3 separate regions of the Mus musculus genome follow, and all the other regions are linked to region 1. A link is a contact called in public Hi-C and HiChIP or PLAC-seq data. All regions are on one chromosome and are shown on one strand. The core of a region is the stretch at or near the end of the contact, and the rest is flanking DNA. Distances in the headings are between cores, read along the strand shown.

Region 1 (4,872 bases), core at 868-3,367:
AAGTTTCATGATTGGTGCTTTTTTTCTTTTTTCTTTTTTTTTTTATGCCAGTGACTGAGCTAAGGTTTTGGACAGGAAAAACGTTAGTAGTCATTCAATCTCCTAATAGTAGGCACAGAAATCATTTTTGACAAAGAAAAGGGAAGACTAGGTCAGGAAATGACTTGGGAGGCAGAGGCCAAAGGATGTTTAAAGTTGAGGTCAACCTGCTCTACAGAGTGAGTTTTAGAACAACCAGTGAATCTTTGTCTTGAAAAACCAACCAACCAACCAACCAACTAAACAAAAACAAAAATATATGTACAGTATAAAAAAAAAGAGCAAGAGAAAAATCTAGTAAGAACAGCTCTAAGTGTGTGAAACTCACTGCTGGTATAAATACTCCTCTAAGTCTAATTGAAAATTTTAATCTAGCTCTATAGTGATTTTAGATATAGCCTTGACAAAAGAGGACTACAAATTAGAGATTTTTTTTTTTTGCCCTGGAAATCATAGATATCTGAAATGAAGAGGTTGATTCATACTCCAAACACATAGGAAAATTACTACAATTCCACCAAAATAGAGTATGGACTTCTTTTTGGCCGTGTATCAGTATCTCAGTACTGCAACACAAATGGCTGTGTGGGGACAGGCTTAAGGCAGCAATTACTGGTTTCACAGCACTGCCTCAAAACACCCGGTAAGCATGCCTCTAAGCACTATCGAAAGTATGGACTCCACAATCAGAGAAAAGGCCTTCTTATAATTTAGACCTAGTCCCAGGTTCAAGAGCAGAATAGCTTTCATCATAGGTACTCAGGCTTAGACTACTGGTTCTTTGCTTCTTAGCTTAGCATGGGCCAATGGAAATATATATGTAAGCTCTTTAAATATAAAAGCTTTAATAAAAAAATTTGCTACAATTTAGTTAGGAATAATTCAAGTAAGTTTAATGACTAGATAGCCTTAAAACTCAAAGCTTCAGACAAGGTGAAAGAAGCCCAACCTGGATTTGCAATGAACATCAAATAATGTCTGTTGCACTTTCATAAGCCTCAGCTTTGCTTATCCCTCCTGTCACTCTGGAGGGATTTCTGCTCAACTCCCCAGTGCCACTGCTACTTCACAGGTGGGGATCCCCAAAACATACTCATTTCCCTTTGCTAAAAAAAATCTAAAACGTGTGGTAAGAAGTGCAAAGCACAGGGTCCAACGGTGAAAAGAAAATTGTGTTAGGAAAAGAAAAGGCCAAGTGGTTTGTGAAACATCATCTGACTTCCTGAGATAACAAGATTTCAGAGAATCCAGCCACAGACACAAGGACTCATCTCCTCTTGAACTGCAGTTTACTAACTGTGGGACCATGTGTTTCTACATACAGATGTGAACTGGGCTGGGTTAACTCTAAAGAAGACACTCAGACCTAAAAGGGTAGTTTCGCCACATAGCCTACACTAACAGTTTTATAGAAAATAATGGTGTTGAGAAGAAGAAGCATCTTTGTCAGTCCAGGGTCCCAATTAGGAGGGACACTTGTGGATTAGCATTGTTTTAACTTATTGATTTTCACTGGTGAGCCCTGAGGTAACAGCATTCTACTAAGTATTGCTCTTTTGAAAGTCTCTTCAGATGACCCTGATAAAGACACATTAGAGACCAAAGGCATGGCTGCTAAAGGCCAGGTACAGGAGGAGAATTCAGGTCCACATGCAGACAGGAGTAACAGTCAAGTTCTAGATGTCAGCTTATTAGGAGAAAGCAAAGAAGTAACAAGTTACAGACTAGGTGCAAGGCAATGTATAATATAGTCCCATGGGAACTCTGTGTCAGCGCCCCCGAATGAACTTACACAGCTAAATCTATTATTGTTATTATCATTTCACCTAAACCTAGTATCAGATCTAGAAGAAATCATAGACCCTGCAGATTATTCATACCTGACAAAGGTATGGAATAAGAGCTAAGACCGTGTTAGAGAGGTAATGAATGGAGAGCTAAAGGTCTCACTTGCCCCACACTTTGCCTTGATATTAAATCCAGAAAACACAGCTATGCACAGAGGCCTATGTACAGGGTCACCCCCTCAGGGACAATCTACTAAGATGGAAGACCTGAGGACAGTAAGGGTGAGTCAAATACATAGTCCTCTGTGACAAAACAGTACTCAGCCACACCAACCAAAGCAAAGTAAGTGAGAGGCAGGGCATGTGGGGCACAAACTCAAACAGCTCGGGAGGAAATCAAGCCTTTCTTCCCCCACTCAAACAAGCGGATGTGTGAGGAAAGAAAGACTTTGCCATCCAAAGCACATTAGTCACTTCTCTTTAGACTTTTAATTGAACACACAAAATTCCTCAGGCACTGGAACAAGTCCACAGGGCTGGCTTTCACACTCGACAATAACCATAGCACACGTGAAGTGCATCATCTGAGGGTGATAATGCCAGCTTACTCCTGGAGCCACATTAAGACGGTGGCAGAAAGAGACGGCTTTGTTTTCCAAAGTGCTCCCCAAATGTGGAAGAGTATTCTTTGGGAAAACAGCACTGTACTTGGACTGCACCCCACGAGGCTACTAGAATCGGGAATTTACATTCCAACTGGGAAATTCAGTTGCATTGAAATCATTATGGCTGTATTTGAAATCTCATTGCCTTTGGTTGGTCTCCCGTGAACTAAAACAAGTCAGATGCTGAATGAAAAGAGAAAGGAATGAAGGAGCCAGATTTATGATTCTGGGAGACTTTGCTGGAGTTATAGAGCTACAGTTCCAAACATGGGAAACAGATCCAGTTAGGGCTGTATGGATCACATTTAAAGATCTCCCTGTACAAACAGGCTGCCTGCCATTAATTCCTGGAACTATATTACAAATTGCAAAGAAACTACTCTGATGGAGATTTTGAACATATCCCTGGCTAGCTTGGCACTTATTAGATAGACCAGGCTTCCCTAAAGTTCAAGGCAACCCCCTCCCACCTTAGTCTCCAGGATGCTAGGATTACAGCAAACCCAATGAGGGCTAAAAGTTGACAGATCTGCTTGGAAAAATGAAACAGTAATGTCCAAAGTGCTTAAGTAGAAAGAATTCTGTTTTTTTCTGTCTTTATCGTTTAATTGACCTACATTTTTTTTTTAAATCAGGTGTTTGGGGCTAATAACTGTCCTTAATTCAATGGGGTCACAATCAAAATTTTAAAACCTCACAAAAAGAAAAGCCCTCTAAGTGTCATTAAGTACTAACTATCATCATACCACCATTGTGGAGTTAAAAATCTTTAGTCACCACATTCCATGGAAAGACAAACTGACTACGGTAGGTCTTCTCAGTTGACAAGAAAAATCTTGCCGATTCTAGGCGGTGGACACGTTCCCCTTCTTTCTGACACATTCTAAAAGTACCTTGTACTGTGGTTTCATCCTGTCTTTCTATATTTACGCCCCGCAAAGCAAAGTTTCACAAAGTTTAACAGACAGTGATGTGGCCATAGGTATAAGAAAGGATGAGACAGGGCCCGGGTAGTACAGTATTACCACCTGAATAACTGAGTACTGGGAATGGCATCAGAGTCAATAACTAGCGAGTCACTGGAAACGACGAGTGATTTTCTGATGCTCAAATTGAGTTCCATCTTTCTGGCTATGTATGAATTTATGTTCTCTTGTAAGTAAAGGATTCACACTTTTCAGAGCTGGGTCTTCAAAGTTTTGCTCAATATATGTCAACAATATTTAAGTAATTAAGTCTCATCAATAACAACTCCATTTCTACTAACATCTGGGGACTGCATGGCAGATTCAAAACTGGGTGCCTTGCCTACCTCCACCCAAGGCAGAACAGTAAAGCTGCTGGCATGCTGCTTCCAGCATCCCAGACCCCATTAGACACCAGAGAAAAAGCTTCGTGTGTTAGGAGAGACATGGAACTTAAAGTTCATGTATTACCATGTAGGTCATCCCGAAGCTCTGTACATGGATTTTGTACACATATTGAGGAAATTATAGTGAGGTCTAGCTATGTGTCCTACAGTGCTCATTAGTGGCAGGTTTGAGAACACAGATCTCTCGAACTCATGTCAAGTGAGTTTTCCACATCACTCTATACATGCACTCTGCATTTCTGCAGGGTCAAATGTATTTTAAAAAAACATTTCAAGTGGGTGTGTGCGGGGTGGTAGATTCAGTCACCAAGAGAGCACAGTCTAGTATTAAGCATATTGCTGGCTAGCCCAGAAAACACCACAGAGCCGCAGGCCATAGGTTACTTAATTTGTAGTACTCCTACTTCTGCCTTCTGAATGTTTGAATTACAGAGGTGCACTACTACACTTGACCCAATTCATTCATTTGTAGTGGGTGCTTCACTAGGTATAGGTTCCATTTTGTTGATACAAAGAGAATACAACTTGCATACAGAATTATAAGCTGGAATATTTCAAAGGTACCATTGACTTTTCAAATGAATTAACTGTCCCTTCTACAAAGTCTCATGTAGCCCAACTGGGCCTCAAGCTCACTGAACAGTTGAGGGTAGCAGTTAATGGCTTCCTAATGTCCACCTCTCAAGTGCAGAGATTCACAGCCACACCCACATCTCGCGAAGTAACATGCGTAAGCACTAAAGTAGTAAGTCTTTTATAAGATCTATAATAAAAATATTTCGTTTGTCTGTGGGAGAGGGGTTAGAGGAAGAGAAGGCACCTTAACTCCCCAAAATTAACCCCAAGCTAACATTTCAATATATGACAATAATGATAATTATAGTATATATAAGTAGGGTATGGGGAACTTAAAACTGACATCTGTATTAGGACTTATGACTACTTTGGCTATACACATGCCTCGGGTGAATTGTTTCAACATACTTAGAGGTACTGGAAAATGGGTGGA
Region 2 (4,872 bases), core at 1,093-3,592, 420 kb before region 1:
AGACCTCAACAACAAAAGTAAACACAACAATGACACCCCCAGCCCCCAGAAAACAGAAGAGTTACCTGAGAAAGGCAACTGTGCCTTGTCCAAGAAGGGCCCTGGTGATGTTGGTTACATTTGGAGACAGTCTTCTATTTTAACAGAAGTAACATACTGCCTTTACTTTATTCTCTTTCACATCAAGCACTGTTTATAGTGGGATATATGGATGACCCAGAGTTCTAGAATGGGCAGGACTTTACTAAGGTAAAGTTTAATTCTTTTTTTAGGGTCACTGTCTTGGTGTTGTGAACCTTCTTTTTCTTTGGGAAACAAAGGATTTCTAGAGATTGGCTAATTCATCTTCTCTATGAAGCTGATGCAGTTTGCTGTAAATGTGTTTTGCTCTGCAGACAATAGTGCAGTGATGGAATGGTTACTCAGAGAGTCTGTGAATAAATGAATAAATCACACACCTGTTAAATCATGTGCTGTGCAGAATGAAGGGGTTGTGATCAGTTTTTTAAAGAGTAGAATGTTTTTACTTTCTATTTGCCACTCCCAAAGACTTTCTCAGAGCAATGCCTTGTATATCTCCTTTTTAAGTGAACCTCTAAGGACTTGATAGCTTTTACATATATGTAGTCTTCTTTCTTGTTGATCTGTTGTTGTTGTTGTTGTTATTATTATTATTATTATTATTATTAAATAACATCATGCTATGTAGTTATGTAGCCTGGCAATCCTAGTACATGGTATGTAGCCAAAAGTAGGCTCAAACTTGTGGTAATCCTCCTGTCTCAGCTTTCCAAGTGCTAGGATAATATGCATGTGCCAATGTGCCTGACTCATGCATGGGGATTCTAAATTACTGGTTCATCAATTAGTCCCATCAACGTTAAGGGTTGTAAGTAAGAATACTAATCAGTCGTCTCATCCTCTTCTGGGTCTCAGAGTAAGTCAAAGATGGAGACAAAGAAGCGAAATGATCTGAAGTGGTTCCTAAAGCAGGCTGCTAGTGGCCCACAGATAGCCATGAAGTATGTCAGGGTAGAGGAACAGGCCAAATCCTTGGGACCTAGAGTCCAGTTCAAGAATGCTGACAATGGATGGATGACCTATCCAGACCAGAAATGTAGGCATTCTGTCTACAGCCCAGACCAGTGTAAGAAATGCAGCATGAAGCTGCTTGGTATGGAAATCTTTGCATGCTTAGCTTTTGGCTTCTCATGCATATCTTATAGTTTTAACGCCAATGCTCTCAGGCAAGCAGAGACGTGTGCACCATAATGAAAACATTGTGTCATTATGATCCAAGGCAAACAATAAATACACCATTGAATGCTGGGTATGAGACTTACCAGTAGAGTTTCTGCCTAGCATGTATCAAGGCCTGGGTTCCACTCCCTGGCACCACAAAAATAATTTGTTTTTTACCTACTTTGTTTCTGTTATCTCCCAAGATATAAAAGAAAAAAAGGGGTACAGGCTCTGAAACCAGACTGTGTAACTTAAAATTCATGCTCTGTATTCTAGTAATTTTTCACTGTCAGATCGATTAACCTGAATTTGTTTACTAATTCTAATGACACGGACATGAAATTACTAGAGTGTAAAAGTCTTAGGGGAAATTAAGTGATTGGTGTATCTGTGTGTGTGTGTGTGTATGTGTGTGTGTGTGTGTGTGTGTGTGTGTGTATTAGGGTTTCTATTGTGTTAAAATGCTGGGCCAGGCATGGTGGCGCACACCTTTAATCCCAGCACTTGGGAGGCAGAGGCAGGCAAATTTCTGAGTTTGAGGCCAGCCTGGTCTACAGAGTGAGTTCCAGGACAGCCAGAGCTACACAGAGAAACCCTGTCTCGAAAAACCAAAAAAATAAAACATAAAAAATAAAATAAAATAAAAAATGTTATGAACATAAATCACTTTGGAAGAAAAGAGTTTATTTCCTTTTTATTATTTTTTAAAATTTATACATTTATTTATTTATTTACTTCCTCTTCATAGTCCATCATCAAGGGAAGTCGGGGCAGGAACTCAGGCAGGGCAGGAACCCAAAGGTGAGCGCACTGGTGAAGAAGCCATGAAGGAGTGCTATTTACTGGCTTGTCCCTCATGGCTTGCTCATCCTGATCCCTTCCATCCCCATAGCAAGATCACTGGTCCATGAGTTGAACACACACAATAGGTTGGACCCTCTGCCATCAATCACTAAATAAGAAAACTCCCTCCAGCCTTGTTTACCGAGATGGAGCTTATGGAACAATTTTTCTCAATTGAGGCTCCCTTCTTTCAGATGACTCTCGCTGTGTCAAGCTGACATGAAAGCAGGCTGCACAGTGTATGTGTGAAGCATGTACTGAAAGAGAGTTACCGTTAAGAGGTTTTGACTGGTTTTATGCACTATGTTATTTGTAGTATACCACTTCCGTAGATAGTTATCAACTGAAGCACTGGAAAAGCCAAGAGAGAAGCCAAAGAGAGAAAAAGATAGAGGAAGTGATAAAAAGGAAGAAAAAAACAAGGGTGGGGACAGAAAGTGACTGAAGGGAATTTACTTAGCAACACAGACCTTAGCTACACTTACACTGCTGACCTCTGTTACGGAGAGACGCTCTGCACAAACTGCAAACCTCACTAGGAATTCCCCAGGACTCCTTGGGAGTGGTCAACAGCATCCTCTTTGGTAGAGGACAGGTTTCCTTTCCTTCTTGTGTTAACCCACAAGCCTACCCTCCATGCTCTGGAAGGCTGAGTTTTTATCCACTCGTATTCTAATCTACTTCCTCCAAGTTCACCTAACTCTCTGAGCCCTACCACTGTCCTTACAGTGGGATAGTACCTATAGTACACTGAGCCAAAACTCCTATATTTTGTATTCCTAAGGTACCACTGAAATGCTTTTCTCTGGCTTTTCCTTCTTGAAGACTTGGGCGATGGTTGTGGCCATGGGGATATTTTATTTTTGTTTCTGTTTTATGCACCATTTTTGGTAAAAAGTATTATTTCAACTTATAAAGCACAGACCCTGTCACTGGATAAAACAGAGACGCCAGAGCGCTTGAGGAATATTTTCTGTGTATTGAAAGTGCTTATGTCCAGAACAGATCAAGGTTATGTTCCTTAATCATCTACCTCTGATGCTGAGAGAACTTCAGACACACTTAAGGGATTCTTGGAATCTCTTATTTTCGAGCAGTAATTTCAGAAGTCCATCAGCAAGACTTTTGAGGCTTCTAAAATAACTAAGTAGGAGACATCAGGAAACGCCATCTGGCCTTTAATTGCTATCTGGCTTTCTCCTAACCCATCATATTCCTATAGTTCCTGAGATCTTTAACATTGTTCTCATGTTTTTCAAAAGTATTTACTAAGATCCTTTCAGCAATCGATCAAAGAGCTAACCATCGTGAATTAGTGTATAATGGTATGTGTACATTAATACACATGAGGCTGCACACAGGGCTCACCACTGAACTAGAAGAGGGGACAGTTTCCCAAGTGATCTCATTGACGGGTGGCAAGTGCCTGACAGGATACACTCACCGGCCAGCTTTGGTGGCAGCCTCTAACCCAGGAGATGGGGTGGGGTGGGGTGGGGGGGGTTGTGAATCTTCCTAGAGGAACAAATATTTTCCATCAATCTCATCTTGGGTTTATTTATCTTTTAAAAAATAAATACCATTTTCAAGAAATGCTATTAGAAGACAGGAACTCTAGAAATATTAGCACACATTAATGTCCATAAGTCAAGGTCCTGAGTTAAGTAAATATTAGAATCATTACTTTCTAGATGGCACCAAGAGAAAGAGAGAAATCATACCGGGGGCTCTGTTTAAAGAGCAGGGAGCTATTTCTGTGGGGTAGGTTTATCAGGAGAGGTGACGTGCCTGGTGGTGCAGACAGGTCAAAGCACAGAAACAACACACAGGGCACAACCTACATTACAGTTTTGCCTAAAGCCTGAGCTAATCTTGAGCTCTGCTTTACCCTCCCACTCAGCAGGGAAAATGCCCAGCTGGGCTTCCAGAGTGGAAGTGAAGTGTAAGGAGGAAGTGGCTTTTAAAACTCTGACGAAGTGTCTACAGTTGTTGTGTGCCAAAACGAGTTTGCCTGGAAATTTTCCCATTCTGACGTCCTTCGGGTTGTCTCTTGGACCCTTCCGTATCGTAGCTCTTGTGTGACTGAAACCTCTGCATAAAAGTTCGTTATCCTATGCTTGGCAGGAGCATGTGCCAGCACCCGTGTGTCCTCCTTCCCACAATGCTTCACAAGAACCAGTAAACGAGTCCTCTATTTATGATCTACAAGCTTTCAACTAAAAACCACCACAGTGTAATTATATAGGCACTTGGAGATGTAATACACGACCTGTAACCCCAACCTTAGCCTGTGCCCCCTTCTTTTTTGATCCAATTTGAAACTTTTGTGAAGTGATTGACTGCAAAGGTGCCCTCTATTAAGCAAGTTCTAGAAGGTGTTTTCTGCAAAATGAAATGTGTTCCCATTTAAGCTATCCCTAATAGGAATTTTGCTTCTACTCACCCTCCTGCTGTGAGTGAGGCTACACGCCTATGAGTCAGGACCCTCTCTCTCCCACCTTCCAGGAAATCCAACTTAGAGTTGGCAGTTCTGCTCTACACAACAAAGACCTGTATTATTGCGTCTCAGTGTGAAACTGTGGAAAGATTTCAATATCACCTCACAGTTTGGACAGCATTCACTTTAACCCACCAATAAACCTGTGAAGACAGAAGACTGGTTACATATGTCATTCTGTTTACCAACTTTACTCTATGGATTAATGTCTTTAAAATTGAATCCATTGTCTTTAAATAAAACTGAATCCATCAGTGAAAAAGAAACATTACATGGGCCAGCAATGATGC
Region 3 (4,872 bases), core at 621-3,120, 320 kb before region 1:
AAGCCTCTGGGCTTGACTCACCTGGCCTGGCCTCACATTAAAAGTTAAGTAGTTATAATAGCAGCTGAATATTTGAGGAGCTCTTGCTCTGAGGAGCAGTCACTCACGGTGCCAAGTTCTCTCCACTGAAACCATTTATTTCCCACAGGGCCTCTGCCAGTGCTGTGGCTATTGTTCCAATTTTGTAGAAAGAGACAAGAAGTTTGTCCACAGCTACCCAACTGTTTCCTGGTAATCCCCGATTTAGACAGTGCTGTTAACCAGTAGATTGTCTGCTTGTCTTGAATGTCTGCGGGAAGGATGGATGGGTATCTAGTTCACCACTTTGAGCCTATGAAACTGTTAATAATAGAGCAGAATGTTGGTCTCGAGTGATGATTTATTCTACCCGTACCAACAGGGACTGCTGGGCACTGAGCGGAAGGCTTGAGGTGTGGATGTGCCCATGCCCATTGACTTTGTGCCCAGCCTATTGACTTTGAGGCCACCACATGGCAGTCAATTATGTTAACAAAGAACGAAGACTTTTCCTTTCTGGATTTCTAGTTCATTTTTGCCGTTCATTCTGGTCTGTACTGGACCACAGGACATTTCTCTCGGTGATCTCTCTGGCTGTGCATGTGAATCTGTGACCATGCTGCAAGAAGAAGCCTACACCTTTGAGGACAGTTGGTTTACAGAAAGCTGTGTCTTGAAGCACGGCTCAGGACACTTGTAGCCTTTCCTCAGTGATGGAGTCTGACCTGAGAGCTCTAAGCTGAAATAAACCCTTTGCTCTGTAAGCTGCTTTTGGCCATGGTGTTTATCACAGCAATAGAAACCTGAAGATAGACCAATTATCTTGGATCAACTCAAGAGTTAGTCATGCTATTGGCTCCTGGCTGATTTGGGGGGTTCTTCATCTATACTGTGACAATATAAGTTCTTTCCTACATTTTGATAGCTGATAGGTGCTTTCAAGTACTGCATTGTACTGTAGCTCTTTCAGGCTTAAGGCCCAGCTCTACATAAAACACTGGCTGTCCATTCTTTGTTTTCTTTTCTTTTAACCCTTGTCCTATATTGATAGATGATCTTTAGTATGCACTCAGCAGCATGGCCATGAACCTGACTGTGAAAGCCGAGCTCTGCAAACAGTCTTGATAATAGATAGGAAAATTACCATCATACAGTGGCCTTCAAAACATGTTATCAAAAAAAGCCGCATTGGTGGTATGGTCCTGTGATCTTAGCATTACAGAACAAACACCAGAGCGACATAGTAAGAGCCTGTACAAAAATTAAAAATACAGAAAAAAAAAACAAAAAAACAAACAAACAAAAAAACCCCAAAAACCAAAAACCAAACAAACCAAACAAACAAAAAACCCAAACCTTTGAAAATATTAAAACTTCCCTACTATAGCTGTATTAGAAAACAAAAATAATACTAATGTTGAAAGTATTACATGGCAGATCAGACTGCTAAAACGTCAGTATTTTAAATGTCATGTTAAATATAGCTTGATGCTTTTTGTCTTGCTCTGTGGCTTTGGAAACAGAGCAGACATCCCCTGGTAAACTGTCAGGCTCCCTTCTTAGTTCCTATTAGCCTGCAGCTGGCAGCTTTATACTCTGTTTCAGGGTTCAGAATTCTGTGATGTGGTTTTTTTTATTTGATGTTTTTGTTGTTGGAGTTTGCTATTGTTTGTTTTTTTGTTTGTTTTGCCATTTGTTTTCCAGAGTCACATCCTCAGGGACATTCCCATTGTCACATGATCCTTAACTTCACTCGTGTTAGTGAGTTCACCATCCTCGAGCTGCCCAGGCTGCATCTGGAGTGGTGCTCCGTGGTGGCAGTGTCAGCATCCCCATAGCAGCTCTCCTGTAACTCTGCTTATGGTCTATTGCAATGTCACACGCAGTGCTCACACTTGTCATTTCCTGGCTCGTTCACCCCTCTTGCCCAGTTTCCTTTTTTGATGATACATTGAGTGCCTGTGGGCTGATCACTGGGAGACGAGGGGAGATATCATAACCAGGCGCTTGGCTGTCTGCCCAAACTTAGCATAACCATGCAGTGGCTGGTCTTCAGTAGTTGTGACATGATGACACTTCTTCTATTTATTTCATATTGTGAGTTGTGTATTAAAGACGTCTCATGGAGCATACTTCATGACTACTCTCTGGTTGCACTTTGGTAATGAAACTTCAAACTGTATTTGAAGGACTAGAGTTACACAAGTTAACCATGGGACCCATGCATGCCAGAAGAGTGTAACATGAGAGCTACTGGGATTTACTTCTGTGTATTCTAGACACCATTCATTTACTTTTTCTTCTTGTGCCCACTCAAAATTGCCCCACGAGGAATTTGGTTATCTCTTGGTGCTATTTGGGAAAATGTCACTATGATCATTGTTGGGAAATTTGAGAAAATCAATTTTCCATCATAAGAGCCTTGAGGACTCATGTAAGTCCTCAAAGCCTAGATTATTGAAAGTAACAAGACCTTTCTTTGAAAGCACTTGTAAACCAAGTGATGTTTTTAGGGGTTTTTCTTACTGAACAGGAAAAATAATTCGGGAGAAATGAGGGCAAACACTACATTGCAGTGGCGATTTCTATCCAAACCAGAGAACAAAAGTATTCTGACAAATATTATTACAGAAAGTCAGTCTGTGACCTGGTTGGTGACCCCTAATGGTAATGTGAATTTATGCTAAGTTTAATGTGAATTTTATTCAACAGTGTTAAGCTTGGCTCTTCCCTGGAGTGCTCATACGATCACTAAGCCATGTCGTTACTCACTGACTTCATTGTAGGAAGAATTGGGCCAAACTGTAGCACAGCATTCTACTCTTACATAAATAGAGTCACCAATTCCTTTACACTTTCAAAATCTGACAGCACTACTCATGAATATCCTCTGAAATTCTGAAAACTTTCATTAGACCAGAATAATTTGTCTTTGGGAGATGTCTGCTGGACATTCCCTTCTGTTGTGCTCATATATTTGCCATAAAAAAAAAAAAAGGCTGTTTTTTTTTCTAGGCCTGTGGACAAGGAATATGATCTTTTGTAGTGTTCAGCCTGATAAACTTATTTCATCAGAGAAGTTGGCTAGGATGTGGAATTTATTACAGTTATCTTACTCACTTCCAGCAAATAAACACTTTATGCATGGCAGTCCATTTTTCTCCAGCACCAGTTCCACAAGGCCTTCATCTTTGTGTGTGTGTTTAAATAATGAAATTGTACTTTGATTTTAAAAGTTATCATATGTACTTTATCAAATTATATTGAAAATAATATTGGTTTCTTCCCAACGGATGCCTAAGGATTCTAAATTACCTTGCCAGAGTTATCTGAAAGGAACAGTATAATAATTAAATCGATGGTTTGTCTCCCTTTATGATTTACTCTTAATCTGATATAAATTTTATCTCGATAGTATACCTTCTGTCTCTTCTCAATAGTCATGTGGCTAGGGACTATTTGAATGTCATGTCTTTTGAGCAAGTGTTAGATTTTTTTCTAGGTAGCCTCCAGTCTGTGTGGGCCTTTGTGGCTGCTCTGTATCTCACTTTTAGAGGATCATAAAAATTTAACATGAGAGATTTGATTTAACCCCAAATTGGCTTGGTTATTTTACTAGATTTCTTCAGCCACAACTCATGTGCCATCTTAATGTGTGCTCTGTGTCAGTGGCAGAGACCCGAAAAATCAGGTTTGTTCATAACATTAACTCCTCGTTCAGGTTGCTAGAAGAGCACACCTTTTTTTGTTCACTGGGATTGCAAAGGTTTAGTGCTCAAGGAACTAAGACTAGGCTTAGACCTATGCCTTCTGTGGATTGGTAGTCCTTAATTCTTGTTGAATAAAGCAATCTGCGACCTGTTCCTTGACTCGAACTAATAAAAGGATGTGTCACAGCATACACAGTAAAAATGTATAAATGATCCAACCTATCTTATTTGACATATGATATGAAATTATAAAGCATATATTTGAATTAGAAGAATATCTAATGTTATGGTTAATACTGTCACGTTGTGCCAGGCAAGGTGCTATACTCCTGGGATCCCAGCACTTGAGAGGCAGATGTAGGAGGGATGGAGAGTCAAGGTCAGCATGAGTTATACAGGGAGACTACATCACAAAATTGTATGATTTCCCCTGATAACTGCTTTTCATTGCTTTTCCTGTATCTGGTAGCAGTAATGTTAGAAACTTTTTTTAAAAATCTACAAATTCTGGGAGAGGAGTGGTGGCACATACTTTAATCCCAGGTTGATCTGGAAATTGAGTTCCAAGCTATCCAGGGTTGCATAGTGAGAAAACGTCTCCAGAAATAAAGCAAGGCCATCAATGCCGTTATCTTTAAAATGTATTTTAAGTGTTGATTTCAGGAGTTTTGGCTGAGGGGAAATCTTTAAAAGCACACACATTGTTGAAGTCACATGGCTTATTCTGCTGCATTACAAAATTATACTAGAAAGTTTGGTAAAAACCTTCCGTTAAGAAAACATTAAATTAAGATGGGTATGTCGTAAACACCTTTAATCCCAGCACTTAAGAGGCAGAGACTGGCAGATCCCTGTGAGTTCAAGGTCAGAATGGTCTACATAGTGAGTTCTAGGACAGCCAGGGTGACGTACAGAAACCCGGTCTTGAAATAAGGGAAGAAAGAGAGAGGAGGAAGAATACACTAAAATTATTTTTATCTTAAATGTTTGGTAAATTGCTTTATTTCATGTTGTCTCTTTGTGTTTAACACCTTGATAAATGGCATGGATAGAGATAAATCTACTGGTTAAGGAACAAGAAGAGACCACCAGCAGAAAACCTTGATGATTGGGTTCTTTGGAATCTCACTGTAGCTAAGAACAC

The links. A called contact is a pair of places that touch in the nucleus more often than the background predicts. HiChIP or PLAC-seq counts read pairs in DNA pulled down with a chosen protein or histone mark.
Region 2: a Hi-C map of Th1 cells shows a contact between it and region 1, with 5 times the contacts expected there. The contact joins two enhancer-like sites. A contact is called at or near these places in 1 of 39 promoter capture datasets (cranial neural crest), 2 of 484 Hi-C or Micro-C datasets (Th1 cells and spermatogonial stem cells) and 1 of 115 datasets of contacts at active chromatin or transcription factors (CD8 T cells).
Region 3: a contact with region 1 is called in a BATF HiChIP or PLAC-seq map of CD8 T cells, with 5 read pairs. The contact joins two enhancer-like sites. A contact is called at or near these places in 2 of 484 Hi-C or Micro-C datasets (the C2C12 cell line and nephron progenitors) and 1 of 115 datasets of contacts at active chromatin or transcription factors (CD8 T cells).

Annotation. Positions count from the first base shown.
Region 1 is chr16:50,203,839-50,208,710 of GRCm38.p6, forward strand. All of the region lies in intron 14 of Bbx (bobby sox HMG box containing), which reads right to left. Among named protein-coding and RNA genes, the nearest start is that of Gm4827, 130 kb to the left of the region's middle. Within about 2 kb of position 2,118, at least 29 of the 459 cell types and tissues checked have an H3K27ac peak or open chromatin away from gene starts, as enhancers often do. A contact at or near this core is called in CD8 T cells and Th1 cells, where this site is marked.
Region 2 is chr16:49,788,614-49,793,485 of GRCm38.p6, forward strand. No RefSeq gene overlaps it. Among named protein-coding and RNA genes, the nearest start is that of Gm16619, 9.5 kb to the right of the region's middle. Within about 2 kb of position 2,343, at least 98 of the 459 cell types and tissues checked have an H3K27ac peak or open chromatin away from gene starts, as enhancers often do. A contact at or near this core is called in CD8 T cells and Th1 cells, where this site is marked.
Region 3 is chr16:49,886,426-49,891,297 of GRCm38.p6, forward strand. All of the region lies in intron 3 of Cd47 (CD47 antigen (Rh-related antigen, integrin-associated signal transducer)), which reads left to right. Among named protein-coding and RNA genes, the nearest start is that of Cd47, 33 kb to the left of the region's middle. Within about 2 kb of position 1,871, at least 80 of the 459 cell types and tissues checked have an H3K27ac peak or open chromatin away from gene starts, as enhancers often do. A contact at or near this core is called in CD8 T cells, where this site is marked.